Linked DNA regions of Zea mays: all the other regions are linked to region 1. The links are chromatin contacts, called in public Hi-C and HiChIP or PLAC-seq maps. All regions are on one chromosome and are shown on one strand. Each heading gives the region's core, a stretch centred on a gene start, on an enhancer-like site or on the middle of the called end of the contact. The rest is flanking DNA. Distances are from core to core; before and after follow the strand shown.

Region 1 (5,827 bases), core at 1,217-3,716:
CTATCTGGCGGAGCTGGTCAGATGGGACACCGGTCTTGTTCTCTGCGGCCCGAGTCGGCTCGGGGTAGAGTGATGATGGCGCTCCCTGTTGACGTGGCGGGCCCGCGCCCGAGGCCGGGCGACGTGGGGGCTCCTCCGAAGCTGGGGTCGAATCTGTCTTCCGTTGCCGAGCCTGAGCCCGAGCCCCTGGGTCGGGCGAGGCGGAAGTCGTTCGGCAGAGGTCAGGGCGGAGTCCGAGCCCTGGGGTCGGGTGAGGCGGAGTTCGTCGTCTTCCGGGGCCGAGCCCGAGTCCGAGCCCTGGGGTCGGGCGGAGCGGAGTTCGCCGTCTTCCGGGTCTTAGCCCGAGTCCGAGCCATGGGGTCGGGCGGAGCGGAGTTCGCCGTCTTCCGGGTCTTAGCCCGAGTCCGAGCCCTGGGGTCGGGCGGAGCGGAGTTCGCCGTCTTCCGGGTCTTAGCCCGAGTCCGAGCCCTGGGGTCGGGCGGAGCGGAGTTCGCCGTCTTCCGGGTCTTAGCCCGAGTCCGAGCCCTGGGGTCGGGCGGAGCGGAGTTCCCTATGGCGCCCCTGGCGAGGCCTGACTGCCTGTCAGACTCACTCTGTCGAGTGGCACTGCAGTCGGAGTGGCGCAGGCGGCGCTGTCCTTCTGTCAGACCGGTCAGTGGAGCAGCGGAGTGACGGCGGTCACTTCGGCTCTGCCGGGGGGCGCGCGTCAGGATAGAGGTGTCAGGCCACCTTTGCGTTAAATGCTCCTGCAACTTGGTCAGTCGGTGCGGCGATTTAGTCAGAGTTGCTTCTTAGCGAAGCCAAGGCCTCGGGCGAGCCGGAGATGTGTCCGCCGTTAAAAGGGGGGCCTCGGGCGAGACGGAAGTCCCTCGAGGTCGGCTGCCCGAGTCCGAGGCTAGGCTCGGGTGAAGCGTGATCGAGTCACTCGTATGGACTGATCCCTGACTTAATCGCACCCATCAGGCCTCTGCAGCTTTATGCTGATGGGGGTTACCAGCTGAGAATTAGGCGTCTTGAGGGTACCCCTAATTATGGTCCCCGACAACCTTCGTCCGAGGTGCATTAATTCTTAAAGGAATAATGCTTCATTGGACGAAGGGTATTAACATTTAACATTTTATGTTGCCTTGTTCTTAATTCATAGCATTTGAGAACGAGTCCCCAACAATACAATTTATATTCAATATTAAAAACATCTTAGCGTGATAATCTACTGGTTAGACAGTTTCACCTGGTGTCTCCCGCCCTTCTTCCATCAAGGCATGGGTTCACACCCCACCTCCTGCACTGTTTTTTAACATTTTACGCTGATTTAATTAAATGGATCGACGGGCTAACGGGCTGGCCTGGCACAGTTAGCAGGCTGGTGTGACGTGCCTGTGCCATAGTTGTGGCCCGTGTGCATTTAGCCCGTGTCGGGCGTCGTTACGCTGATTTAATTAAATGAATCGACGGGCTAACGAGCTGGCCCGACACAGTTAGCAGGCCGGCATGACGTGTCTGTGCCATAGTTGTGGCCCGCGTGTATCTAGTCCGTGTCGGATATCATTTGGTATCTATAGACGTGCAGCGGATTAATTTAAAATAGCTGTGATAAATTATTTGTAAAAAAATGACGCATGACGACCGTTGAAACTGGTGCTTTAATGTAATATATAGATATGGATTTTATAGAATTAGAATGAGCGTTTATAGGTCAAATCTGAAAACCGATCTAAATATTACTTTTTTGTTTTATTACTTTCCGAAATTTGTTTAAGTTTTCGTTTGAAATCCGTTGCAGCGTTTTCATATTTCGTTTCAGCGGGCTAACGGGCTGGCCTGGCACAGTTAGCAGGCTGGCGTGACGTGCCTGTGCCATAGTTGTGGCCCATGTGCATTTAGCCCGTGTCGGGCGTCGTTACGCTGATTTAATTAAATGAATCGACGGGCTAACGAGCTGGCCCGACACAGTTAGCAGGCCGGCATGACGTGTCTGTGCCATAGTTGTGGCCCGCGTGCATCTAGTCCGTGTCGGATATCATTTGGTATCTATAGACGTGCAGCGGATTAATTTAAAATAGCTGTGATAAATTATTTATAAAAAATGACGCATGACGACCGTTGAAACTGGTGCTTTAATATAATATATATAGATATATAGATATAGATTTTATAGAATTAGAATGAGCGTTTATAGGTCAAATCTGAAAACCGATCTAAATATTACTTTTTTGTTTTATTACTTTCCGAAATTTGTTTAAGTTTTCGTTTGAAATCCGTTGCAGCGTTTTCATATTTCGTTTCAGCGAAAACTCGTCAAATAGAAAAATTGGCATCAAAATTTTCGAAATCTCACAATTGGGCCTTCTCCGATAAGGCGATAACCGAACCGATTCCGTGAACCGCCCCCGAACTTTCCATCGACCTTTTCTCCCCTAAAAAAAACCGAGCGATTCCAAATCAGACTGCCTTCCGGTTCCCCATCTCCCCTCCCTCAGCGCAGACTCAGCCATGGCTTCCGCCGAAACCCTAGCCCGCTCCCCCTCGCGCGAGCCTTCCTCCGACCCGCCCCGCGCAGGCTCTTCCGAGCCCCACCACAACGGCGCCGGTGACTCGTCTCGCCGCCGCCGCCGCAGCCGCTGGGAGCAGTCTAACGACGACTCCGCCAACAACTCCGGCGGCGAGGGCGGGGCCGTGGGCCGGAAGCGCAAAACGCGGTGGGCCGAGGAGGAGCCGCGCCCAGCCATCGCGCTGCCGGACTTCATGAAGGACTTCGCGGCCGAGATGGACCCCGAGGTGCACGCTCTCAACGCGCGCCTCCTCGACATCTCGCGCCTGCTGCAGTCGGGCCTCCCGCTCGACGACCGGCCCGAGGGCGCGCGCTCTCCGTCCCCCGAGCCCGTCTACGACAACTTCGGCATCCGCATAAACACCCGCGAATACCGCGCCAGGGAGCGCCTCAACCGCGAGAGGCAGGATATTATCTCGCAGCTCATCCGCCGCAACCCCGCCTTCAAGCCCCCCTCCGACTACCGCCCACCCAAGCTCCAGAAGAAACTCTACATCCCCATGAAGGAATACCCCGGCTACAACTTTATCGGCCTCATCATTGGCCCTCGTGGCAACACGCAGAAGCGTATGGAGAAGGAGACTGGTGCCAAGATTGTCATTAGGGGGAAGGGTAGTGTCAAGGAAGGGAAGTTTCTGCAGAAGAGGGACCTCAAGCCGGATCCCAGTGAGAACGAAGATCTCCACGTGCTTGTTGAGGCAGAGACGCAGGAGGCACTCGATGCGGCTGCTGGTATGGTGGAGAAGCTGCTCACCCCGGTGGATGAGGTGCTCAATGAGCACAAGCGGCAGCAGCTCCGGGAGCTTGCCGCTCTTAATGGAACAATTAGGGACGACGAGTTTTGTAGAACATGTGGTGAGGCTGGTCACAGGCAGTATGCTTGCCCTAACAAGATGAACACGTTTAAGAGTGATGTGCAGTGCAAGATCTGTGGGGATGGTGGGCACCCGACTATTGATTGTCCAGTCAAGGGCACTTCTGGTAAGAAGATGGATGATGAATACCAGAACTTCCTGGCTGAGCTTGGTGGCGGCAGTGCACCTGAGTCCATGAACAAATCTGGTGGTCCAATGTTGGCTCTTACAGGAAGTGGTGGTAGCGGTGGTGCTTCTGCTGGAACGGGGAGTAACCCGCCTTGGTCAGCCGGTGGTGGTGCTGCTGTCATTGGGCTCAATGGTATCAAGAAAGACTATGACGAGACAAATCTGTATATCGGCTACCTGCCACCTACAATGGATGATGATGGATTAGTCAGTCTGTTTTCGCAATTTGGGGATATTGTCATGGCTAAGGTGATCAAGGATCGAAACACCGGACAGAGCAAAGGATATGGATTTGTCAAGTATTCAGACGTGTCAGAGGCCAATGCAGCGATTGCTGCAATGAACGGTCACCATCTTGAAGGTAGAGTTATTGCGGTTAGAGTTGCTGGAAAGCCACCACAGCCGGCACCAGCAGTGTCAGCACCCCCATCGTATCCTCCTACGGATCCTACTTCAGGTGGATATTCCTCCCAATCCTACATGGGGGTACCACCACCACCTCCTCCAGGGAGTTACGCTCCAGTTCCTTGGGGACAGCCACCACCGTATGCTTCATATCCTCCGCCACCACCAGGCTCTAGCATCTACAATCCTGCACCCCCTGCACCTGGCCATGCTGCCCCACCTCCATATGGGGTGCAGTATCCACCACCCCCAGCAGCTCCCATCCCTCCACCAGGCACTACATCAAGTGATGGAGCTCAGAACTACCCCCCCGGTGTAACACCACCAAGTTCTGGTACACCCACTCACCCTGTTGCAACATCAGTATATGCATCATCTGGCGCACCAAATGCACCATTGATGTACCCTCCACCACCTTATAGTTATTCCCCATACTATCCTCCTCCACCATTTCAGCCACCACCTCCACCACCACTGGCTAGTGTTGATCCCTCTCAGAGTATTGCAACTGCACCTTGGGCTACCCACAGTGCAGTGCCTCCACCACCACCACCACCTTTGTCCTCCACAACCGACCAGCCTACTGCTCCCTATGGTGCCGATGCAGAATATGACAAGTTTATGGCAGATATGAAGTGATATAAGCGAAGTTGGGTGATTCTTCCAATGAAGGGCAAAAGGTAACTTAACATGATCTCTCTCTGCGTGTTCTATTAATTTCGCAAGATGCAATTGGGCATGATTTGCAATTTTATTGACATGGAAACCCATGTTTGTGTTATTCTATGTGTTTTGTTATTTATGTACTATATACTACTATACTTAAATTTGACCATTGTGCTGATATACCATATACTAATATCTTACCCATTGTTTCGTTTTGACTTAATGAGTCTACACTGTAAAAGTTTTCTGGAGTCTATATTATGCCAGATTTTCACCTTTCAACATCTTTTGGTGTTATGGATTTTCATGCTTTTGCTAGAGGTATTGTTTTTTTATTAAACCAAACACACATATTATCTCATTGAGGATGCTTATTTATGATAATATCTTTTTTTAAAATTGAGGTCAGGACTAACATGCTCATTGCTTGTTTGGGATGATAAGGAAGTCAGAAGAAATCAAAGACAACATTTGCTTTTGATAGGATGTGACATTATCATTTTTTAGAATGCCTGGATATTTTTGGGGATCTGATATCTAATGCACTTCCTCAAGCAGTGTGGTCCTTTAATAGACCATATGCTTTATGCTTACCCTGCTCCCCTCTTTTACGTGCAATGCTCGGTTTACTAATTAAACCTCACCTTTTCTATGTTGTCTCGACTTGTTGACAGGCTTGATCTTTCTTGGAGCTTATACCAACCTGATTTATTTCTTGTTGGAAGTTTGGGACTCACATCTTAACCTTGCTGTGTGCTGTTGTAAACCATTGCAGAGGTTGCATGCTTAAGAAGGCATCAAGTGTTACTGGCTCAGCTGGCATCGAAATATTTGCTTATGTCCTTGAACTATTTTAAAGAACCTTTTACTAATGCTTTTGTTTTGATATCTATTCTTGTTATTATTTGAGATTATCCTGTTATGTCACTTTAATGCTCTGTTCTTCGTGACAGTGTGTTAACCCTCACTATTATTCATATTTTGTTCTTCATCTTGATTTGGTAGTGCTAGCAGTCCTTTTGATCTGGAACAGAAAAGCTTGCTGCACCATGCTGGTTGGTATAACACCAAAATTAAAATGCATGTTTGGTATCTTCTGATGAATCTGTCATGCTTTTCTATCTTATGACTTCACCTAAGTTGTTTGGCAGTTGTTGTGACA
Region 2 (5,827 bases), core at 1,954-4,453, 230 kb after region 1:
TGTAGTCATCAGCAGGAAGATGTAGTTATACTGGTAGTGTTTGCGTAGAGCCAATGTTCCTACATACTAGTCATCGATGATATCATTAATATGTTCACTCTGATTGCGCGCTAATCTTCTTTCAGTCTCATTTTACAATCATTCCCTTGATTTGTTTCTCGCATGCTATTCATGTATGTATATGTTGAAATGGTTTGCACAGGGCCGAGTATCTCAGAAACTATCTTCAGGAGGAAAATATGTTTCTGTAAAAATTGGGCCAATTCGTGTTGTTTCAAGTGAGCAGGTGACACAAAGTCCCCCCTTTATTCAAATGTCTTTACCAGGAAAATTATGTCTATTTTCTGAGTTTGTATTTTCAGTTCAGTTCTTTTTGTGTAGACATAAAGTTTCCCTTTTATTGAAGTTCTGCCTGGTGCTTTCCAGGTCCAAGCTGTATATCGTGCCATGAGAAGAGATAACAGAATGAAATACTTCTTATGAAGTGCAATTGCATGTCCTGCACGTTCCCTGGTCCATTCCATCATGTAAACAAAAGGAGTCCAACAGTACATTTTCGCCACATTTTGTAAGTACCAAATCAAATCAAATGGAAACGTTGTGCAGATTGCCTGATTTCTAGTCGGGCGCTTGTGATGTCAAAGTTCCCCTGACTGTATGGAGAATGCAGGCTGGACTGGACTGGACTGGACCCCCGATGAATTGCAAAAGGAAAATGGGAAGACTTTTATGTGCCATTCATGCCCTGATGGAAGCTTCTCAAATAACCTGCTACAGGCAATTTGGTGGGATCGGTTATGTTATGTAGTGCTTGTGTAGTACAGTGGGCGTATATAGCTACTATATATGCTAAAGTTGTATTTTAGTGTCTCATATTAGATGCATTTTAATATTTTATAAACCATATGAAACTAGCGGTATAAGTGTTCCTAATTTATCATGTTTGTTTGCTTGCAGGATTATATAATCCAGCTTATATTATATAGATTATATAATCCAGATTTTATAATCTAGTTTATATATTCTTATTAAAGATGTTTGTTAACATAAATCATTAGTAAGTAAAAAACCGAACAATAATTTAAACTAAGCATCTAATGACTTACAGATTATCATAAACTAGATATCTAGATTATATAATCTACTCTAATAATATATATTGTTTGTCTGATTCTTAACTTTTTAAGCTGGATTATATAATTAGAGGGTGTTGAGCACCAAATTGAGCACGTGGACGGTCCGGCCCTGAGGCCGGACGGTCCGCGGTCCGGACAGTCCGCGCCTGTGGGCCGGACGGTCCGCGCGTGCGCAGAACAGATTAGGGTTTCGAGTTTTGTGCTACGGTTGTTAGCTAAAATCAGGGGATAAGCTCGGAAATTAGTTTGTAAAGGGTCCAGCCCCCCTCCTCTATAAATAGAGAGGTATACGGCCGATTTGTAATCAACAATCAAATCAATACAACTTCTATTTCGCATTTTATCCTTGGAGTAGTTCTAGTCTAGTTTAGGTTTAGCTATCCAATCCTCAAATTCTTCGTCTCTCTTCGGCTCTACGTCGATAAGAGGAGTCTAGGTCGGCCAGCCCGAGCCTAGACACCACCTAGGATCTCTACTCCCCGACGGGGTCCCTCCCGGGAGCGAGATCTAGGCGCCGTCGGCGATCTTCCGCCGTTCCCTGCGTACGCGCGGACCGTCCGGCCCCAGGGCACGGACCGTCCGGCCGTCAGGCAGGAGCCCTAGCCGCGCACCAGGCCGCGGACCGTCCGGCCCCAGGCCGCGGACAGTCCGCCCTTGCGCAGAGAGCACCACCGCGCCTCGCACCAGGCCGCGGACCGTCCGGCCCCTGCGCGTGGACCGTCCGCCCCTGTGCAGAGGGCACCGCCACGGTTCTTGTTGAGTGTTTGACGCTCCGAAAAGGCGTCAACAGAGGGTAAAAATGATTGAAATTTGAAAATACATTTCTAGTTTCTCCGCGAAAGCTAGTTCGGACACGTACCCGGATCTTAGCTTCCGCCGCTGCGTGGGCGTACGAGTTGCACGCGATCAAAATTGAAACAGGTCGGATAAAACTTGCGTTGTCAGAGCCATTTCGTCGTGATGGAAGTACGGAATTCATCTTTCCTCTCCTCTTAAATACATACTTTGTCTTCTTGATGTGTTTATATATTAAATGCTAATAAATATAACTATGTAAAAGCTTTCAAGAGCCGTTTAGATCTATTCATTTTAGAGAAATTAAAATTACTTAATAAAATATTATTTAGTTTAGAATTTGATATTCCACAACTCTGTAAACCTTAAGTATAAGGTTATCATGAAAAATGATTATATGTATTAATAAAATATATTTCTACACTGTAACTTATAAAATAATATTTGATTCACTCTTCTATATTAAAAATATAGCACATAAATATTTTTCTTATATATTGCTAATAATAATATACAAATTTATTTCACATAACTATATTAACTTAATTAATTTTTTCCTAAATTACTGCTATTATAAATTATTATTATTAGAATGAAACTCCATTCTAAGAATCCAAATGAGAAGTGATAATTTGAAATTAGGTGAGAGTTAAAGCTAAGAGTGCATTTATATTATTATTTATAGACTGATGTCTCTATATCTATACTAAGAATCTAATATAGACACCTACTGCTACCAATTTTTTTGCCCCTATCACGTTCCTCTGCTCTAGAAATTTAGGGCTAATCAACAGACCACACGTACCTTAGTGTTTAGAAATAAACAAAAATTATATTTATAGCCTACGCACTGCTCTATATGCTCCCTAGCATCGTGGCACGCACGAGAATATATCTAGTATTGATATATAAAAGAAGGGTGAAGACCAAATTATATTATGTAAAAAATCAGAGATCTCTTCAAAGTTCAAACACAACTGCAGGCTTATTTGGACAAGAGATGCTGACCTAATTAACGGAATAATGTAATCCAGCGTCCCGGCCGGCCGCCGCGCAGCCAAAAAGCCGCAGTGCCATCTCATCCTCGACTCCTGTTTTCTTTTACACTCTTGGCTCTACAGAAGCATCCAGGCGTGAGCGACGTGTCCTCGCCGGCCATACGTGCCCCGGCGCATGCGCCGACACGTCCGCCGCCTGCCCACGGCCCCAGAGCCCGAGGAAGCCAAACACCATCTCGGCTTCTTCTATGGCAGCGAGTAGATAATCACACACACTCAGCAGCAGCTGCTCCCCGACCTTCAATTCCCCTGCCTGTTGCCGTACGTGCCTAAGCTAGCTTCGTCGTCTCGTTGCACGTACGTAGTAGCTAGACAGCCGAATCGGCTCTCTAGCTAGCTCCTCCCTTCCGATCGATATCATCGCCATGTCGGGGATCTCGCTGGCGGTGGCGCCAAGGTCCGACCCGGACCACGGGTCGGAGCGGCAGCCGACGGCGATGCTGGGCGGCGTGATGGGCTCGCTCCGCGTCATCGAGCTGCAGCTGGTGGCCTTCATCATGGTGTTCTCGGCGTCGGGCCTCGTCCCGCTCATCGACCTCGTGTTCCCCGTCGCCACCACCATCTACCTCCTCGCCATCTCCCGCCTCGCCTTCCCGCCGCTGCACGCCAATAAGTCGACCAAGCCTGATGACGCCGCTGGCTCGCCCGCCGCCTCCTCCCAGTCGTCCCCGGAGATCTTCCGCGGCAGCAAGTAATCAACAATCCATTCACCACTTGCTTTCCTTCGTTCATTCCTTCCGCTAGCTAGCTTAAAACTTGGAGTCTGGCTGCCGCAGGCTGTTCCAGGTGTACGTGGTGGTGGGCACGACGGTGGGCCTGTTCCTGCCGCTGGCGCACGTGCTGGGCGGGTTCGCGCGGGGCGACGACGCGGCGGTGCGGTCGGCGACGCCGCACCTGTTCCTGCTGTCGTGCCAGATCCTGACGGAGAACGTGGTGGGGTCGCTGGGCGCCTTCTCGCCGCCCGTCAGGGCGCTGGTGCCGCTGCTCTACACCGTGCGCCGCGTCTTCGTCATCCTCGACTGGGCCTACGACGCGTGGGCCTCCACCGCGCAGGACGCCGCCTGGGTGTGGTTCGGCAGGTGTCTCGCCGCCGCCAACCTGCTCTACTTCTCCGCCAACCTCTTCGTCTTCCTCATCCCGAGGTTCCTGCCCCGCGCCTTCGAAAAGTACTTCCGCATGCGCGACGAGCTGTGCGCCAAGACGGCCGAGGACAAGCACGCGCGCGAGGGTGTCGTCGGTGCGGCCAAGTCGGAGGTGTCGTCCAAGAAGGCGGACTGAGAGCTATCGGCTCTCGCAGTCGCAGCACGGGGTGTAAATTCGGTAGCCTGTGGTGGGCCTGCTGTAATTTCTCCTGCGTTATGTTTAATTGTCATCGGTTTGACCAATAGTCGTTAGTCGGCAGGACCGCAGGAGACCTAATCGACATCAGTTTTCGGGTCTCGCAGTGGCTCCGCAATTAACAAAATGATCATACAATGCATAATAATAAAAGCCAATAATAATAATAAGGCAGCATCATAATTCGTATAGAATATAAATCCTTATAGAATATAAATCCCACATGTAGAGTAATAACAAGACTACCTAATAATTTAAGTGTATGTAAGATGGATTGTAAAGTCACATTGATGAGAATAGAACCATGAATATTATTAGGCCAAAGAATGTGATCAAGCACATAATTTATCTTTTACTTGTAAATCCAAGTGCTCATATGTTTCCTTAAAATTGGGCTTAGGTTTCTGCTAAGCTATCTTCGTTCGTAACAAAATATAGGCAAATAATAAATAAAAATAGCGTAACAAAACATACACATAGGCAAATAATAAATAAAAATAGCATTACACTTAACATGGAAACAATTACACTTAACATGGAAACAAACACTTAACATGGAAACAAATTAAGTAAGAACATTCTATGCGGCGTCGGAACATTGTTAAACTAAATTCAGAATAAATTCGAGAACCATTAAATTTGAAAGTTAAACTAAATTCAGAATTTAAAGCGTCGGGACAAATTTGTAAGTTCGAGAAAAAAGTTAAACTAAATTCAGAATTTAAACGAATACAATACAAATTTTCTAAGTTTCTAGAATACACTAAAAATCATTTTATATATTTATTTAATTAATTTCTCGAGCTTGATGGATTGGGGCACTATTCTACAAGAGTTTAGGACCTCAGGTGTAAATAAAAGGACCTATATGTTACAGTCTTTACACTAGATTGGACATCGGAATAGTTCACTAAAACGTAAAGGGCTCTTTACTAAGATTGAGGAAGCGAAGCATCAAAGTATTTGGGCCGTCGTGGGCTAGTGGGCTGGAGCAGTGCGTGTAGCTATATTGTGTTTAGCACCCGATGTGTAGAGGGCATCGATAATTATTTTATCAGAACTCAACTTGTTTCCCAAGTTCTTCACTCTTCTTCAATACTTCCTGCTGTTCTTCCTCATCTCTACTCCTAGAATTCTCCTGTAATTCTTGTATCAGCTCATCTGTTAGGAAGGTTGTTAACAATTGGTATTAGATTCGTTCGATCCTCGGAGTTTTCTACCTCGATCTGTTTTCCTCGACTGTTGCATCCACATGTCGCTCGACACGAAGCTCGTCCTCGACGCCATTAGCGAGCTCTTTGACAAGTTCGACGCGCGATGGTCCATGAGGAATGCCGCGCGGGAGGCATCCAGGCGCGTCCGTGTTCCGACCCAGTCCACGGTTGTCGGAGCCGACGTGGTCGCCGACAACTGGGGCAACCTCTTCGACGACAATGGAGTCGACTCCGACGAGCAGTGCTACGAGGAACCCATCAACGCCGACAATTGGGGCAGATTCTT
Region 3 (5,827 bases), core at 858-3,357, 160 kb after region 1:
ACTCACAGGGTATTACTACCCTATACCCATACCCACGACACAAAAATAACCTAGCTGGGTCACCCATATACACTGGTGGGTATGGATTTACCTCATACCCATACCCATACCCATGTGGGTATGGGTCACCCATCGGATCACCCGTACCCACAAAAATTAAACATCTATCAAAATATTATACTATACAGATGTCAAGTATATCCATATAAATACCATTACAAAATTTTCTAGCATCATTTAACCATCCATTCAACACACCAAAGATAATTGTATAAAATAGTAACTACATAGCACATTACATGTTCCATTACATGGTCATTAAATTGTCGTTAAGCCTTCTACGACATTATAGTCTAAAAGGTTGTTAAATAGTAAAAAAGATGGATGACTAAAGTCCAAGTTCATGCTTGGGCTAAGTTTATATTGGGTATTTTATACCCACGGGTTAACGGGAATGAGTGAAGGTGGGACGTTCTAATACCCGTTTACCCATTGTGTGAAGATTTTTGCCCAATAACATATCCACGGGTAAAATATTTAGTCCAGATATATACACTAATGGAGTAAATACTCATCGGGTATCGGATCGCGGGTACCTATTATCATCTCTAGTCGGGTTAAACTGTCCTCAAATGTTGTCGCTACCTCGCCCCCTCCCTACCTGCAGCAGTGGAAGGAGGCTGCGGGAGCCAGCAACGGCATCCCCTACATGCCCTACTCGGCTGGTATGCTCTCTATCTATCCTGGTTGTGGTGTGTCCCCCTCGCAATGTTTCATCTCATATTTTGTGTCCACAAGTAATTGGTAGTAGATGAAAAAATAATAATAGGTAAAAAGTAGAGATAGAAAATAATATTTTATGACCATACTGGTGTATATGGAGAGAATTTAGTGAGAACCGTTGCAGGAGATGAAAAATATAAGGAGTAGAATCTTAACGACGTGGCGTAAAAGTTGGATATAGATGACTGAATTTAGAGATAATAGCTGAAGACAACCTTAGAAAGCCATGCTGAGGTCTAGTTGCAACTGGCCGTCTGGCCGCCATTGAATGTGCGCTGCAATCATGATTCATGAAGTAGCCTTATCTCGGCCTGTTTTGCTAGTGGCCTTAAAACGCTATCTGGGCCAGACATCAGTCGTTCGATATATGATGATCAGAATCTGTTACCTTACAGTAATTTGCTTTCCTAATTTTCAATCAAACAGGCCTTTGTACATGACTGTGATAGGCTAATATTTACAAGCCACTTATACGGTGTTGCAAGTAAAAACAAAGAATGGTAAGTACAGATAATTATTTTTAGAAAAAAACATGCGAGTTCAATCAGGGTCAAAAGGGTCACTATATATATCCCCGAATAGGGATAGATCCGGATACTTATTCGGATGTTACATGTTTGGTCTTTTTTCTCGATCACGGACAAATATAATATAGAGTTTGCTACGCAAATTTATATTCTTGTTTTTAGCACCGAACTTATTAAGATTCAGAAAAAGTAAAACTCAAATTTATTCTATATGTTTTTAAATAATTGGTATAAATCTGAATTCTAACGTTTTTCACTTTTTCGGAGAAAATAGTATAAAAACTATACATAATTTTATTCTTGTCTTTCATTATATTCTTAACAACAAATATTAAATTCGTCATATAATTCGGATGTATCCCTATCCCCAAAGCAGAAGCAGAACCGGTTGAAGCGCAAACAACAGGGCCGACGGCCCAACAACAACTCAGGTACCAAACTATTGAGTCAAAAAAAAAAGCTAAACCAACTAAAGTGAAGTAGCATTCTGGTTGTATCGCGGCCAGGTTGTATTGTGTTGTGTGAAATCATCCTTTCCACAGGTTCCTCGTAGTTCGTCGCTTTTTCCCTAGATGGAACCATATATTGGGTCTAAATTTTAAAGATGGACAGATTTTTTTTCTCTCTCTCGTTTAGCAAAGAACGAAGAAACTTTGTCGTGTACTACGCGCGGCGGCGCGATGCGGTGCACGCCGATCAGAGAAGCAGACAAAAAATAAAAAATGGCCTTGTCGTTTACAGTTTGGAAGGCCACTTGCGCCTTTTCCGTTTTGTGGTGTTGGTGTATTTCTCGCACACCTTGCCCCATTTTCCCGGTTCCAGTTGCCCTACTTGCACAGCACTGCTGGGCAACCCTTGCTTCTCGCAGCGAGGCTTTTTGTCGTGGCGCGCAACTTCCCTGGCACTCTGCAGTGCACTAGGTGGTGTTATCTATAAATACATGCAAGCACAACACCTTACCATACGCATACATACAGCCATACGCATCCTAGCTCGAAGCTGAACGTCGATCGAGCTCCGACTAAAGATCTTCGGATCGGAGCACCAAGCAGAGTAGCAGCAGCTACTTTGTACGCCGTCAGATTCTTGGGAGATGGTCGGGCTCGGGCCCATCGTGCTCGCGGCATCCGCGGGGCTCGGCGCGCTCGTCGGCCAAGCAGCGGCCGACGGCGGGTGGTGCTCGGCGTGGAGGCCGCCGCCGCCGCTGGCCGGCGCCGGCGGCGGCGCGCGGGGGTCGTACTGCGCGGCGTGCGGTGGCACAGGGAAGGTTGCGTGCCCCTGCGCCCGGTGGTCGGACGGCGACGTCGGGTGCAGGACGTGCGCTGGATCCGGTCGCGCGGCGTGCCGGAGCTGCCGTGGCTCCGGCACCCGCAGACGCGCCGCCGTCCGGGTAGCCGTGCGCGCGCAGAGGGCTCTGGTGGCCGTTACGAAAGACAGATGACGGGGTGGGTGTGTCTGTGAAGAAGCTGGATGCTGTAATCAGAAATATCTTACAAAACCCCCTGACACAGCACCGTTGTATGTGGAGGGTGTGGTCTGGATTAATTTTGCTCATGGAAGCACCAACGCTCCTTGCGCACAAGATACGTTCTCTTGTACTGGTACTGTGTAGTAGGCTGTAGCATCATGGATTCATGGCCACGGGTGATTAGTATGTACACTACACTACATCCCTTTTGTTAAACCTCACTCGACTTTCGAGCCCTCTCCGCGTTTCTCGCACGCCATGAACAGCAGGCGTGTGTCACGTCGCAGGATAGGTTGCTGTCTCACTCACTCCTAGCCGTGGCAACAAAAATTAAGGCGTTGCTAACGCAATAATAAAAAAAATCATAACATAAACTAAAGCAATTCATAACTACATAATAAGTGATTAATGTTAAAAAAAATATTTATTCAAGAGTTATAATCCACGACATGTAATATACGTTACCGGAATCCGACTCTGTCCTCGGCGCTTTACCGATGAGTGCAATTTATCGGACAAAGCAAGCTTTGTCGAGTGCCACTCTCGACGAACTAAGACTCCCGACACAGACCTAGTTTGCCGAGGACAAAACATTCGGCATAGAAACACACTCGGTAAAGAAGTCTTTGCCGAGTGTCAAGCTCTCGGCGTAACGCGACGCTCGGCTAAGGGTTGTCAGCACCCATCTATAGTAGACGGCTGTTAACTTTGCCGATCGTAAGATGTTGACACTCAGAAAAATATCTTCTTTGCAGAGTGTCACCTGGCAAACACTCGACAAACCTTTATTTTGCCAAGTGTCCTTGACACTCGGCAAGGTATATTTGTTTTTTTTCCTTTTTTCCCAAACTTTTTGTGATGTGTTACTACAGTATATAAACCTACATGTTCAATTTTGGCACAATTATCAAAGTGTTTGTGTCGTGGTTTCTGGAATCGGGGGACAATAAGATTTGTGTTCGACAGGGGTGTTAGCGTTGACTCACACCGAATGATGAGTTATGGGGGGATCAAGGGTGGATCTGAGGTTTAGTTGGTTATACTGGTTCAGACCGAAGCCCTAGTCCAATGCAGTGCTGATCGAGGTATTGCTTAGAACGTGTTACAACTAAGTGCTTGTGCGAAGTCGTAGAGAGATATCAGATAATCTTTGGAATGGGGGGTTGTCATGCCCTTTTATAGCCCAAGTGTAGACGTTACAATGAGGACTAGTATTCTACTGGGGTGGAGTTTGGCCTCCTCCTTCTGGGTCTCGGCGTCTCGCGGCTCTTGTGGAATCGTCTGCTGAGGCGTGCGCCGTCGTATATCTAGTATGGCGTCGCATCCTGTTCACCTTTCTGTAGCTACTCCGATTTAGACGTAGCGGTGCTTGACATGTTCTGTTGAGTCAGCTCAAAGAGTGGTTTAGGAATGTCTTCAGTACAGTTTCATCTTCCGTCATCCCCTACCGTTATCTTTCATCATGCGTAGACGCACGCCTCGTACGGTGTATTGCCCTGTCCCCTCCGGTGTATGGGTCACTATAGAGACCCCGATGTTGAGGTTTATACGGCCGGGGTTGTCCGGTCCCACCTGTCGGCAATGGTACGTGTTCGGCGTCGTGCCTGACAGAGACCCCTCAGCACCGCTTCCACGGTGCGGGCATGGCTCGACGATGTCTCGTCATGTCGACGTGGATTGATAGTACCAAGACAGCTCTTCCTGGGAGTCGGTTGTCGTCTTGCTGAGTTGCTCCGAGGACCGGTTGGTCGGCAGCCTCGCCTCGCTGGTTGCTCGGTGGTCAGATTGGTCGACAACCCTGCCTCGTTGGGTTGCTCGACGATCCCGCCTTGCTAGGTCGCTCGGTGGATGTTTGTTCGGTGCACCGTCCCTAGGTGGCCTTTTGGGCCTTCCCACCGAACAGTATGGATAGGCGGACCATTTTTTGAGGTCTTAGGGCCTTCTTTGGGTACCATGTTCCCAGGCACACAATAGTTTGATATAACTATTACATTTAGTTTGTTTAATTGATTTTTTCGGATAATTCAGATTTGAACTGCAAGTCACTCAAAAAATAGAAAATAGTGAATGCAAAAATGATATTCATGTTATTTAGCACAAGTTACGATCTATTTCAGGAACAGACTGGAATTTTCGAGCACCATGCCCACGAAACATGACCATGAAATTGTGATCCAGTTGTTTTAAAATTGTATACAACACAAACAAAGTCAGAAAATCATAAAACTTGTCGACATGTCATGATATCATATGTAGAGACTGATAAAAATTTGATAGTGTTTCATGAAAGTTGTCACACACTATGTGTAGAAACCTTTTGCCCCGTTGTTGTTCTTCCCTGGCTCCGGTCATCCACGACCTCGCCATTTCTTCTCCGGCTCCGGTCACCCCGTCTCTGCCCTTTGGTCCCACATGAAACTTTTCATGAAATTTGCCGTTGTTGTTCTTCCCCGGCTCCGACCATCCACGACCCACCATTTCTTCTCCAGCTTCGGTCACCCCGTCTCCACCCTTTGATCCCGCATCTGGCTACCAAAGGTGATAATAGAGTTGGTTTAGTGTTATTGTTATAGAATCAGTTTAGTGTTATTGTTATTGTTATTAGTATAGATTCAGTTTAGTGTTATTGTTATTATTATAGAATTGGTTTAGTGTTATTGTTATAGAATTAGTTTAGTGTTATTGTTATAGAGTTGTTTTAGTGTTATTGTTATAGAATTAGTTAGTGTTATTGTTATTGTTATAAAATCGGTTTAGTGTTATTGTTATAGAATCAGTTTAGTGTTATTGTTATAAAATTCGAGTTGGGGCCTATATATACTTCACTCAACCGGTCATTTGAAGGTGTGGGAGCTCAAGCAACATAACAAGGAAGGTTATACACATTTCTTAGTGCTCAAACACCCAAGTGCTTAATAGAGTCACTCGGTGATTAGCGTATGTGCTTTGTGAAGTGCTTAGGTTAGTTAGACCGTATTAGCGCTTGCTCTGGGTTTGTTCCTAGTTGTGTGAGTGAGGTTAGACAACCCACAAAAATCTCGGCTCTTGC
Region 4 (5,827 bases), core at 1,861-4,360, 140 kb before region 1:
ATAGAAATCCCTTTAAAAAATGTAGTTCTCAAACTAATCCTTAAAAGATTAAACTCCACATAGTAAAAAATGGAAGCATCTCAGTCATCAGAGCCGAAATATACAGTACAGTACGTGGTACTGACTACATATCATCAAGAAGCGATGATACATAATTCTCAACGAAAGCGCTGCACGTTACTGGCATTCATAAAGTCACACTATTAAGCATTGATATTAGGTTTGACATACCAAATTTAAATAAAAGAATGTGGAAACTAAAAGCACATCTTCTGGTACCTCAAGGGAGTGATACTAACGAAGGATAATTTAGCAAGATGGAACTGGATGGGAAGGAAAAACATATTGTTTCTGTCATGAAATAAAGACAATTCATCACCTTTTTTATTGCCGATTTGCTCGTATGATTTGGATTTTAATTCACCTTTTAATTCACATGGTGACCTTCTGGATATCTAAACCATGTAATGTTGCTAATCTGTTCAACACCTGACTTAGTGGTTTTGATAGAAATATTAGAAACATCGTCTTACTGGGAGTGGTTACAACATGTTGGTCTCTTTGCTTACATAGGAATGATATCTTTTTTGAATATATATATATATATATATATATATATATATATATATATATATATATATATATATATATATAATTGTTCTCCCTTGCATGTTATCTATACCATTGCCCACTGGCTTCGAACATGAGCTATTTTGCAGAAGACGGAGTTGGGATCTATGGCTGTGAAGGCTACTCATTACTTGGTGCAGGTGGCCAAGGACTTTTTTTCCAGGCACATAGGTGGCGGTCCAGTCATCAGATTGACTACCGTTAGAGTGTGTGGTTTGTCATTTTCTGTTATTTTAAGTTGTGTGTTGTCTAAACAGGGGCGGAAGATGTTTCAATGGCTTGTATCACCTCGATGTAATGTACTTTAAAACTATAAATAAATTCTTTATCAAAAATAATCTCACACCATGAAAAAATAAGCTCACACTACACGACGGTTCACTCACAGTGACCTACGGTTGGTTGCTAAAACGGTCTTCAGCGACCTACGGTTGGTCGCTAAAAACTTTTAGCGACCCATAAGGATGGTCACTGTAAGTGCCATCGCTAAAGGCTTTAGCGGCCGACATCTTTTTAGCGACCGACCGTCCGTTGCTAATATTGTACATTTAGCGACCAACCTTGGGTTGTTGTACTATAGATTTAGCAACCAACTGTAAGTCGTCATACTATACATTTAGCAACCAACAGAAAGTCGCTCTTTTTACAGTTGTTATTAATAATAATATACATTTAATTAAGCACCACAAATCACGAATTTTATACACAAATCATAAAGACATACACAGTTAATCAGTATACCACAGTCATAGATCCATCACATAAACACAAAAGCACCACAATTATATATTCACAAAAGCATCACAATTATAATATCATTCACAACTAGATCATTTATAGATAGCTAGCTAGATCATTCACAAAAGCTCCAGAGATGATCAGTCACAAAAGCACCACAACGACATCACTCCAGCTTGAAGCAGTTCAAAAGCCCACAACTACATCACTAATGTTTCATATTACTCCAGCTATTGTTCAAAAGCCCACAACTACATCACTCTAGCTGCTCCTGAGTAGTTACCACACTCAAACTGAAATTTGGCACACTGATACAGAGCTTCAATCTGGTCAGGACCGATCTACATTGGTAAACAAGGATTAATCAATTCATTAGCATTTATCACAAAACAAGCTATAGCAATAAAAATGCACACCTTCAATGTTTCATCTGAATTTTGATCCTATTTAATATGCATTGTCCTTTCCCTACAGTGATCCAGCAGAGAAAACTCTCACTGTGAATTGTCCCTTGCTAGAGTTGAAAGAACATAAACCTGAACTAGCCACAATGGCGAAATCACTTTTTGGACTATAAGATACAAGGGAATCAACTAAGATAATAGGAAGAACTACATATGTCTATATTCTAGGACACATGTGCTAAAATGCCTATAACATACTAAATTATAGATAGTGCCAATAAAACACATCTCACAATCTACTTACCATAATATGGGAGCTAAAGTCACCATTCAGCCAATTCAAGATTCCTCGCAACATAGTGTACAACTAGGACCAAATCATATGCTAACTAAACACCTAGCCCCTAAGATTGCTCCGATGTATGAGCAAATCAATTTGAGACTTTTTAATGACCGCACAACCTCATAATTTCATAACAACATCTAATAAACACGGAAATCCACAAACCCGCATGCCTAGCCAACCAAAGTATACATGTCTCAAAAACGGGACTTGAGCAGAGGGAGTAGGGGGGAACCCGGACCTGATATCGCTCCTGGAGCATGTGGATGTTGTACTGTTTGTCGGGCCTGAACTCCTGCACGAGCTGCGGGTTCTGGAGGAAGGCGACGAACCGGTTCCTAGCCAGGACCACGGTGACCACCTTCCTCCCGAGCTTGGGGAACGCCGGCTCGAGCGAGTTGCCGCCGACGTCGAGCACCTGGAGGTTGGCCTGCTGGCTCATGTCCGGCAGGTTCCCGGACAGGTTGTTGGACGCGAGAACGAGCGACCGCAGCGAGGGGGCGCTTCCCAGGGACTCCGGCACGACGCCCTGGAACGTGTTGTTCCGCAGGCTCAGGACGGCCAGCGACGGCTGGGCGCCGATCCAGGTCGGCACCTCACCGCCCAGCATGTTGTCATCGAGGACCAGTGTCTGGAGACCGGCGAGGCGCGACACGCCCCGCAGGACCTCGCCGAAGAGATAGTTGCCGCTCATGTTGACGATCTCCAGCGACGCGAGGCGACCGAGCTTGCCCGGCAGCGGGCCCAGAGCTCGAGCCCGGACAGCGTGAGCACCTTGAGGTCGGGGAGCCTGGACAGCGTTGTGACCACGACCCCGATGGAGAAGTTCCTGGGCAGAGGCGGTGCGCCCGCGCCCGCGGCGCCCACGATGTGGAGCTGCGTCACGGTGTCCCCGTAGCACAGGACGGCGGCCAAGCCCACCGGGCCCATGGCGTCGCCGCCGCTGCCGCAGAAGTCGGTGCAGAGAGAGGGAAGAGGAGAGAGTGGGTGGCGGCTGAGGGAGAGGAAGTAGGAGGCGGCGGCCACAGGGAGGAGCCAGGGCGCGCGCTAGGGTTAGGTGTTGGGCCCCTAGTGGGCCGATTAGGATAGGGTTTGTGTTTTTTTTCTTTTTTCGAATTTCCTTTTTACTGTAACAAAAAATATATATACTCTCTAAAAATTATAATAAATCCCAAAAATAATAGTTTATAAATAAAATACATAATTTTCGAATAGATTCCATTTAAATCAACCGTGTGTCACAATAAAACAATAAAAGTGAGATTTTTGCAAATAATTATATACAAAATGATTAACCTTAAAAATTGAGTCAAACAGATTCAAGGTTCAAAACCTTAAAAATCCTTTTTTACAATTCGTTTTCTTTTCCATAATTCTTTTTTTCTTTTCTACAATTCTTTTTTCTTTACTACAATTTAGCGATCAATGTTTAATTGTTTTAATTAATTTTTAGTCACTAACATCTACAGGCACGTTCAGGCTATAAGATTTGATAGTGATCCTTGCTCTATAGCGACCCACCGCTAGTCCCCAAAGACATCTATAGCGACCAACCATAAGTTGTTAAATTTTTAGACTTTTAGCGACCTACCGACCGTTGCTACAAAAGGATTTAGCGACTGATCGTCGCCCCCTAACCTTTAGCAACCAACAGTTGGTATCTAATAAGGGTCGCTAAAGATCAACTGTCGTGTAGTGTCAATTGAAATCACACTACATCCGGCAAAGAAGTTCAATCTAACAAATAAAAGGGGTTATGCTTCATTATATTGCATGGTACAAATATATGATAAAAACCTGTAACACATCCCCACATCTTGGGGTTGCAAAAAGACCATAAAAAGAGATGCTCCTCATATACTACAAACTCAAACAAACTATATGGCCGATTCCTTTAGACTTTGGATTGGAAACATGTAATAACAGTCAACTTTGAGTAACAATGTAACAATATAAAAAATGTACATTTAACCGCAGTTAATAAAAATGATGTAGGGACCTCTATAATGAGTTGATAAAAAATTGATAAAAACTGCTCGTGTTGCTTTCAAGTCACCAAAAGAAGCAGCAGCGCACGACCACAAATCTGACATCTGACATCGAGTAGTTGTTGCCGAGTGTCGACATGTGCATCAAATTAACATGGAACTCTATAGTACCTAACACCAGCTCTAAGGCATGTATAGCAGAGAGACAGCAAAACGGTTCTCCAAATACAAGATATAACTAATCGTGTGTTTGGTTGCCCGCATATGAAGAGTCAGACTCTCCACATGTATTGACCACGACTCGACCTGTGTTTGGTTCGCTGCATCTAGTCTTACTGGCACGCACGCACCGATGCAATTTAGAATTTGTCTAGATCCACAGATACGTAGAAATTAGTCGTACTCAGTGAAACATGCTCATGCGAGCTTGGCTACGCACGCCCATGCATCCAATCACACGGTAAGAGACTTCATTATACAATGGAGTGTATATAAATATAGTCTATTAATAAATACAGAAGTAAATGTGTGTGTACAACATCGGATCGATAGACCAGACAACGAATTAGTACAGTGGGAGGTGAGACGTCTGTTGCTATTTGGGTTACGAGGCAAATGCGTCTCTTTACGGAGAGATGGCTCCACGAATTTTCGCAATTAATCTCTTTAAACATCTCAAGAGCCTCTATATTAATCACCACTATACATACCCTAAGTCGATCATTTGACAAATGAACTGTGCATGCATGGCCTCATCTCTCGATGATCCCATCATCACAGTGGATGTAGGCTTAATTACAAATGCTGCTTCGTTCACTGCCGGAGTAATTAACTCAACCACCTTGCACACGAAGGACTAGTTTGGAGCTAAAATATCGAAGATGATTGGAGGTGCTAAAATTCACTTCTTATTCAATTTGAAGCTTAGTTTGGGAGTCACAGAACTGGAGGAGATTGGAGGGGCTAGAATCCACTTCTTATTCAAATTCTAGCCCCTCAAATCCCCTCCGGTTTTGTGGCTTCTAAAGAAAAGGATTCTAGGCCCTGCAATCTCCTTCAATTTTATGACTCTCAAACTAGCTATAAAGTGGATTTTAGTCCTTCAATCCCTTCTTATGGCTCTCAAACTAGCTCGAAAAGGTAAACCTGGACGTGGACCCGGTGTCATGTGTCAAGAGGCTATGAGCTATACTATATGCAATTGTGTACTACTCTCATATCAGCTTGCACTTGACAGCTGCTTCTTCGACACCTTCCCTTTTCTTTGGCAAAGAGTTGGTGAGAGATGCTTATCCAAAACTTGCCATTAGGAGGTCCATAATCGTGACATACTCGGATAAGCACGGCCGATATGTGGACTGCATCTGCCGATACAATTGCGATCAGTGGTGGAGCCAGGATCTTGATAAGGGTAGGGTCACACTAAAAAATATTTATGCAGCTACAATTTTTTAAACCATGCAAATGTATAGATAATAGCACATATAAACTTTATTTGAACCCAATAATTACAATTTAATGTAAAATTGACTTAAACAAGTGGTTACTTAGTTACCTATATATAAGAAAATGATATATCTTTGACTCAATGATCAATGATCAATTGATTGGTGTTGGTCACTTGTTTTCAAATGCTATGAATCAAGAACAAGACAACACAAGTGTTAATGGTTAAAGATCTTCGTCTTTCGTAACATTATCTTCCTTATGATATAATGATCTTC
Region 5 (5,827 bases), core at 849-3,348, 130 kb after region 1:
ACAGTGAGTGTCATGGCACGCCAAGCTTGGATGCATTCTTATTTTTTGTTTTACTAGCAACCTACAGGCTATCTTAGAGGACCCATTCAGGACGGGCAACACCATCCTTGTAAGCCTCCACTTTTATCATCCAAGCGGCATGAACCATATGTTTATTGATACAGTTCATTGATCCAACTCATATCAGTTCACCTTAAAACGGTGTCTTATACTTAAATAAATTAGATTTTTTTAATATTGTCTAATAGTAATGGTTCCTGATGCAGGTTGGTATAGCATCATTCTCCGCAGTCTAAACTATGATGGGAAACACAATCTTACAACATATTACAACATCTGACCGGGACTGATCATTTTCAGTCAACGCAGATCAACACACATCTGTGTGCCCTCTACAACTGATAGCATCGGCGTCCTATTGGTAAACCTCAACAAGCAGAGTTCATAACAACCTGTGGGTTTTAGGGTTTAGGGTTTGGACAATTGGGTGATCTAGGGAGTGATTTTTTTCTAACTTATATTGCGACTTTTGACTTCACTGCAAGTGAGCTCACAAGACTAATTTGTGTCTTGATCTTTATCTGTTTTGACGTGAGAAGATTACTTATGTTTATGTTATTTTGTTACAGGGTTCCACAATTTTGATACAGTTGACATATAGCTAGAAGATAAGATGTTGGTTGTTGCATGCTTTAGAGGAAATCAAAGCCTCTCTTCCTTTTTTTACTCCATGGTTCTTTCAGGCAAATGTAACTTGTGGATGTAAAGTTGTACAGAAGTTGACATGGATAAACTAGCTTCATATATAGTTGGTGCCCAATATATCCAAGCTTTATACAATATTGTGGAACCCACAACGTTTCACGCACATAGAGAAAAACAGTTGGTAACTGAAATATAGGAATGGTTCATGTTAAAATAGGATATGTCAATCTCTACTTATCTCGATGAAGAAGGCAGTCTAGAAGATCACAAGGGAAAGGTATAAACACCAAACAAACTTTACTCGCAAATTCTGTTGGAACACGTTTAAATAACTATCTTATTTAAACAAGGTTTATGTATGTCCGTAACAACGTACATGTAACTGATTATACTACTATGAAGAAGGTAAGGGGTAGGTTGACCCTCTCTGGTTCTGCCTTTCCTATCTCTGACAAATGGACTCGACACTTTTGGCACAACCATCCACGCATGTCCTCCTCCAGCCCTTCCCCGCCTCTCACTTCAACCGCACCGCGCTCCGCATGCCACGACCTCCAGCCATCTGCTGCCCCCGAGCCTACTTCTCGACGCGATTCGCGTTCGCACACACCCGATGTCCTGCCCCGAGCCCGCCTCTCGATGCCCCCTCCCTTGCCTGCCGCCAAGAGTTCAGTTAATAATATTACTAAACAATGACATGCGTACACAAGTGTGACTCGTCGATTGATAACACCAGTAAACGAGATCTATGCGTGCACAAGTGTCACCCGTTGCAACGCACGGACATATACCTAGTAATACTTATATGAGACGATTAGACGCTATAGTATGTTTGACCATATTTATAGACATGATATGATACAATTACTAATCGTGTATGTGTCTGATAGTGCCATATTTAATGTTGTGCTTTATAATAACCGTATCAGTTTCATATCATGCGGCACGTTTTTTTTTCAATCTATATCGCCAAGTAGTATTATGATGCCTTGCGGATTAAGTTAGTGGTAGTTGCATAGAAATGGTATTTCGATACCACAGATTATTGCCAGCATCTTGTGTGCCTGTCGGCCTAACCGTATTGTCGAGGGACAGCCGGTGAGGAGAATGGCAGAGGGCCAGTCCTCTGGAATCAGTGGGGCCACCGCCACCGCCAGCACAAGGAGAGCGAGAGGGTAGGCGATCAAGGTGGCAGGGCAGGCAACTCGACAGCGACAGCGCCGACAAGTGACCTCCCCCACTGGGCCACTAGCAGTAGCAGCCAGCTTGGTAATCGCCAAAAGCCACCCACCCGGCCGCGACCGGCAGCAGCCTCGTCTTGACGGGTCGTCGGGCCGGGTGACTCGCGCTGGTGCTCCGCTCTATAAAACTCCTCGCCGGCTCACGCACACGCAGTCGACCAGGTCCTCCACCGCAAGAGACAGAGAACTAGAGAAAGCCATAGCAAGCAAAAGCACAGGAGCGCAAGAGCCCAACAGGCGCCAAGAAAGCACCGCCCGGCCGGTCCGCGCCAGTATGGTGACGGCGATCGCGGTGGCGTCGGCGGGGCTCGGGATGCTGGCGGGCGTCGCGATGGCCAACAGGTCTTCGCCGCCGTCCGCGGGCGCCGCGCTGTGGAGGCCCGGCGGGGGCCCCGCGCTGCGCTGGGGCGGAGGCGCCCCGCGCTGCGAGGCGTGCGGGGGGTCGGGCAAGGAGGACTGCCGCCTCTGCGCGCGCTGGTCCGACGCCGGCGCCCGCGGGAAGAAGATTAGCCGCTCCGGGTGCGGCGCGTGCGCCGGCACGCGCCGGACGCCGTGCCGGTGCTGCGGCGGGTCCGGCACCGGCCGGCGCGCGCCCGTGCGGATCGCCACGTCCGCGCGCACCGCACCGACTGGCAGGTGATGACCACCTGACCGTCCGTCGCGCCGACGCCGACGCCGACGCCGATGCCTCGTCTCTTCGCCTCTCCTGGACCCGCCGGTTCTCCCGGATCATGGATGAAGGCGGCTCTGTGCGGCGCGCGGGCGACCTGCTGGCACAAGGGAATGACGGCGCGGAGCTCTTGCTCTCTTTTTTGGACGAAAAAAGATCAGAGATTGAGATTGTAGTAGTATTTGTTAGCTAGCGCGCTGGATTGATTAGCAAAAATTATTGAAACGCGCTATATTTATTTTGGATAGCAAGATGAGTTACGCAACGCACAGCTCGTCTCGCAATTCTCCCAATTATTGGCTGTCTTGCTCATGCCAAGACTTACAATTCTCTGACGACCGCTAAGATCTTGGAGCTGGCGATTTATTTCTGAGCTTCCATCCTCTCTCTAAGCGTACGTGAAAGATGTCGCTTAACAAAAGCATCCCAAACGATGCCAAATTCACGCAGCAGCGAGGTCGTTTGACGCTACACTACATCCAATAATCCCGTTCATCGTTCATTCAGTTCAGTGCAGAGGGGACAGTGAACACTGTAGTACCTGGGCATGTGCGTGTGAACGCACGAATCAAAATGGAACCCGTTCACATTTGTGCGCCCGACTACAATAGGCGGTGATGACATGACGAGAATCCTTACCTTCCGGATGGTCCTAAAAGGGCGATGTGACGTACGTAACTACTACAAATTTTTTCCTACTATCAGAAAAAGAATAGAACGTACGATCAGAGGCGGTGGGTTACTGTTATAGATATGTCTTTTAACTTGCGGTGTATCGAAAAAATGACACTCGACAACAACCATCTTAACCGAGTGAAGACTCTCAGCGGCAAAAGGTCTATTTATCGAGTGACAAACACTCGACATACTAAGACTCTCCGCACATTACCGTCAGCAGTCGGTATGTGACACTCGTTAACTATACCGAATGTCCATGGATAACACTTGGCAAAGTTTATTTGCTTTTTTCTCTTCCCCCAACTTTTTTGTAGTATATTCCTACGGTCTTTGGACCTGCATGTACAATTTTAGCACATTTATCAAAGTGTTTGCTATTCCTATTAGATTTAGTTCATTTAATTCAATTTCTTTGACAAATAGGCCATTGCCGATAAACTATTCACCGAGCCCTTATTGATGAGTGTAACACTCGAGAAAGCGTTTGCCGAGTGTTATCGAGGCTTTGCCGAGTGTCGTGGTTTCTGGAACCACGGGACAATAAGATTTGTATTCGACAGTGGTGTTAGCACAGACTCACTCCGAATGGTGAGCTACATATGGCTCTGGGGTGGATCCGAGGCGAGTTGGTTATACTGGTTCAGGCTGAAGCCCTAGTCAAGTGCAGTGCTGATTGTGGTATTTGCTTGGAACGTGTTACAGCTGATTGCTTACGTGAAGTCATAGAGATATGGGATAATGTTTGGATGGGGTTGTCTTGCCCTTTTATAGCCCGAGGGTAGACGTTACAATGAGGACTAGTATTCTACTGGTTGGAGTTTGGCCTCCTGCTTCTGGGCCTCGTAGCCCCGGTGGTCTCGTCTGTTGGGTCACGCTTCCAGGCCTCGTAGCTCTTGTAGAGTCGTCTGCCGAGGCGTGCACCGCCGTACTTCTAGTATGGCACCGCGTCTTGTCCGCCTTCTTGTAGCTACTCCGATTTAGACGTGGCAACACCTGGCAAATTCTGTTGAGTTAGCTCAAGGAGGGATTTAGGGATGTCTTCAGTACAACTTCATCTTCCGTTATCCCCCCAGTGTCACCTTTCATCATGCATAGATGCACGCCTGGTACGGTGTATTTCCCCGTCCCCTCCAGTGTATGGGTCACTGTGGAGACCTCAATGCTGAGGTTTCTACGGTCGAGGTCGTTCGGTCCCACGGGACAATAGGGTTACGTATCTGTCGTCGTGTTCGACAGATACCCCTCGATGTTGCTTCCATGGTCCGGGCATGGCTCGGTGATGTCCCGTCGTGTCGACGTGGTTTGGTAGTACTACGTCTGCTCTTCCCAGCTGTCGTCTTGTTGGATTACTCAGTGGCCCCGCCTCGCTGGGTTGGTCGACGATCCTGACCCGCTGGGTTGGTCGGCGATCCCGCCCTGCTAGGTTGTTCGGCGATCTGGTTGGCCGACAGCCTCTCCTCGCTAGGTTGCTCAACGAACATTTGTTCGATGGGTCGGTCGACTTGGTGGGCTGTCCCCGGGTTGCCTTTTAGGCCTTCCCACCGAACTGCTTGGCAGGTGGACCATTTTTGGGAGGCCTTGGGGGCCTTCTTTGGGTACCATGTTCCCAGGTACCCAACACTGAGTGCCACAGACACTCGACAAAGAACATTGTTCCGTTAGTGAATAGTAAAGATTAGGTGGGTTTACGCTGATAGATTGGGAGCGACAAAAGCTAAATGTCGTGGCTTGGACTGAGAGATCAAGGAGACCAGAAGATTGTCTGTGGGTGGCTGACATAGTGTATATAGAGGAGTAGGTCATATTGACTAAATCAATATGATAGTTGACTAAGTCAAATGAAGGCGTTAGAGGACTTTTGTAATTAGATGGTTGAGAACATGTGGTGACATGTGACAAGATTATGGAGGGAGCATAGTGGATACGCTTCAAAGTGGTTTAAGCCTCAAAGCCTAGTTAGTGTTTCGATGGGAATAGGAGACGACTAGTGACCATCAGATATACCGATGAAGAGTTGGACCATTTTACCCCCATGATTAATTGATTCGGCATAAAATATCTAAGAGCAAGTCAAGGATCTACTTGCAAGTCAAGGATATGTAATAGGCTCTATAAGTAAGAAGGGACGACTACTAAAGAAAAAACTCTTCTAGTGCTTTCAATTGAGTCTCAGATGTTTAGCCCATAGTTTTTGCTAAGTCTTTACTAAAAGAGATACATAGTTCGAGAGAGTGCAACCTCTACTGTGTTACTTTGGCAAATAGCCTAAGGGTCTGTTTGGTTGGGTTGTAGCTGTGGAAAAAGATGCTGTGGGCTGTGAGCTATGGAAAAAGCTGTTGTAGGCTGTGTGCTCTTAAAAAGCTAAAAATCGTTTGGTGGAAACCACTAAAAGTCGTTAAAAGATCTTCGATATATGTTTTCACAGTTCCATCCAAAAGCCACTAAAAGCAGGTCCAGAGGTGCTTTCAGTTTTGCACTACGAGAAAGTCGGCTTTTAGAAAAAGCTGCTTCCTGGATCCAGCCCTTTGGTTGG

The links. A called contact is a pair of places that touch in the nucleus more often than the background predicts. HiChIP or PLAC-seq counts read pairs in DNA pulled down with a chosen protein or histone mark.
Region 2: a Hi-C map of leaf mesophyll shows a contact between it and region 1, with 2.2 times the contacts expected there. The contact joins the promoter of LOC100274741 here to the promoter of LOC100383202 in region 1. A contact is called at or near these places in 5 of 25 Hi-C or Micro-C datasets (bundle sheath, ear, leaf and 2 more).
Region 3: a contact with region 1 is called in a Hi-C map of leaf, with 4 times the contacts expected there. The contact joins the promoter of LOC109942891 here to the promoter of LOC100383202 in region 1. A contact is called at or near these places in 10 of 25 Hi-C or Micro-C datasets (bundle sheath, ear, endosperm and 2 more).
Region 4: a contact with region 1 is called in a Hi-C map of leaf, with 4 times the contacts expected there. The contact joins the promoter of LOC100272758 here to the promoter of LOC100383202 in region 1. A contact is called at or near these places in 7 of 25 Hi-C or Micro-C datasets (ear, endosperm, leaf and 2 more).
Region 5: a contact with region 1 is called in an H3K4me3 HiChIP or PLAC-seq map of leaf, with 2.7 times the contacts expected there. The contact joins the promoter of LOC100280886 here to the promoter of LOC100383202 in region 1. A contact is called at or near these places in 11 of 25 Hi-C or Micro-C datasets (bundle sheath, ear, leaf and 3 more) and 1 of 3 datasets of contacts at active chromatin or transcription factors (leaf).

Annotation. Positions count from the first base shown.
Region 1 is chr10:111,488,877-111,494,703 of Zm-B73-REFERENCE-NAM-5.0, forward strand. LOC100383202 (splicing factor-related) reads left to right here and starts at 2,467. Exons shown (of 2, transcript NM_001175864.1): 1 at 2,467-4,679; 2 at 5,340-5,520. The coding sequence starts at 2,494. The coding sequence ends at 4,638.
Region 2 is chr10:111,721,442-111,727,268 of Zm-B73-REFERENCE-NAM-5.0, forward strand. It overlaps LOC100274741, which reads left to right and starts at 3,204. Exons shown (of 2, transcript NM_001149035.1): 1 at 3,204-3,680; 2 at 3,766-4,374. The coding sequence starts at 3,355. The coding sequence ends at 4,267. LOC100192614 reads left to right here. Exons shown (of 6, transcript NM_001137829.2): 4 at 203-286; 5 at 427-568; 6 at 671-935. The coding sequence ends at 483.
Region 3 is chr10:111,645,709-111,651,535 of Zm-B73-REFERENCE-NAM-5.0, forward strand. It overlaps LOC109942891, which reads left to right and starts at 2,108. Exons shown (of 1, transcript XM_020545457.2): 1 at 2,108-3,015. The coding sequence starts at 2,404. The coding sequence ends at 2,751.
Region 4 is chr10:111,352,395-111,358,221 of Zm-B73-REFERENCE-NAM-5.0, forward strand. LOC100272758 reads right to left here and starts at 3,111. Exons shown (of 2, transcript NM_001319979.1): 1 at 2,357-3,111; 2 at 1,393-1,709. The coding sequence starts at 2,809. The coding sequence ends at 1,620.
Region 5 is chr10:111,623,260-111,629,086 of Zm-B73-REFERENCE-NAM-5.0, forward strand. It overlaps LOC100280886 (chaperone protein DnaJ), which reads left to right and starts at 2,099. Exons shown (of 1, transcript NM_001364650.1): 1 at 2,099-3,080. The coding sequence starts at 2,221. The coding sequence ends at 2,586.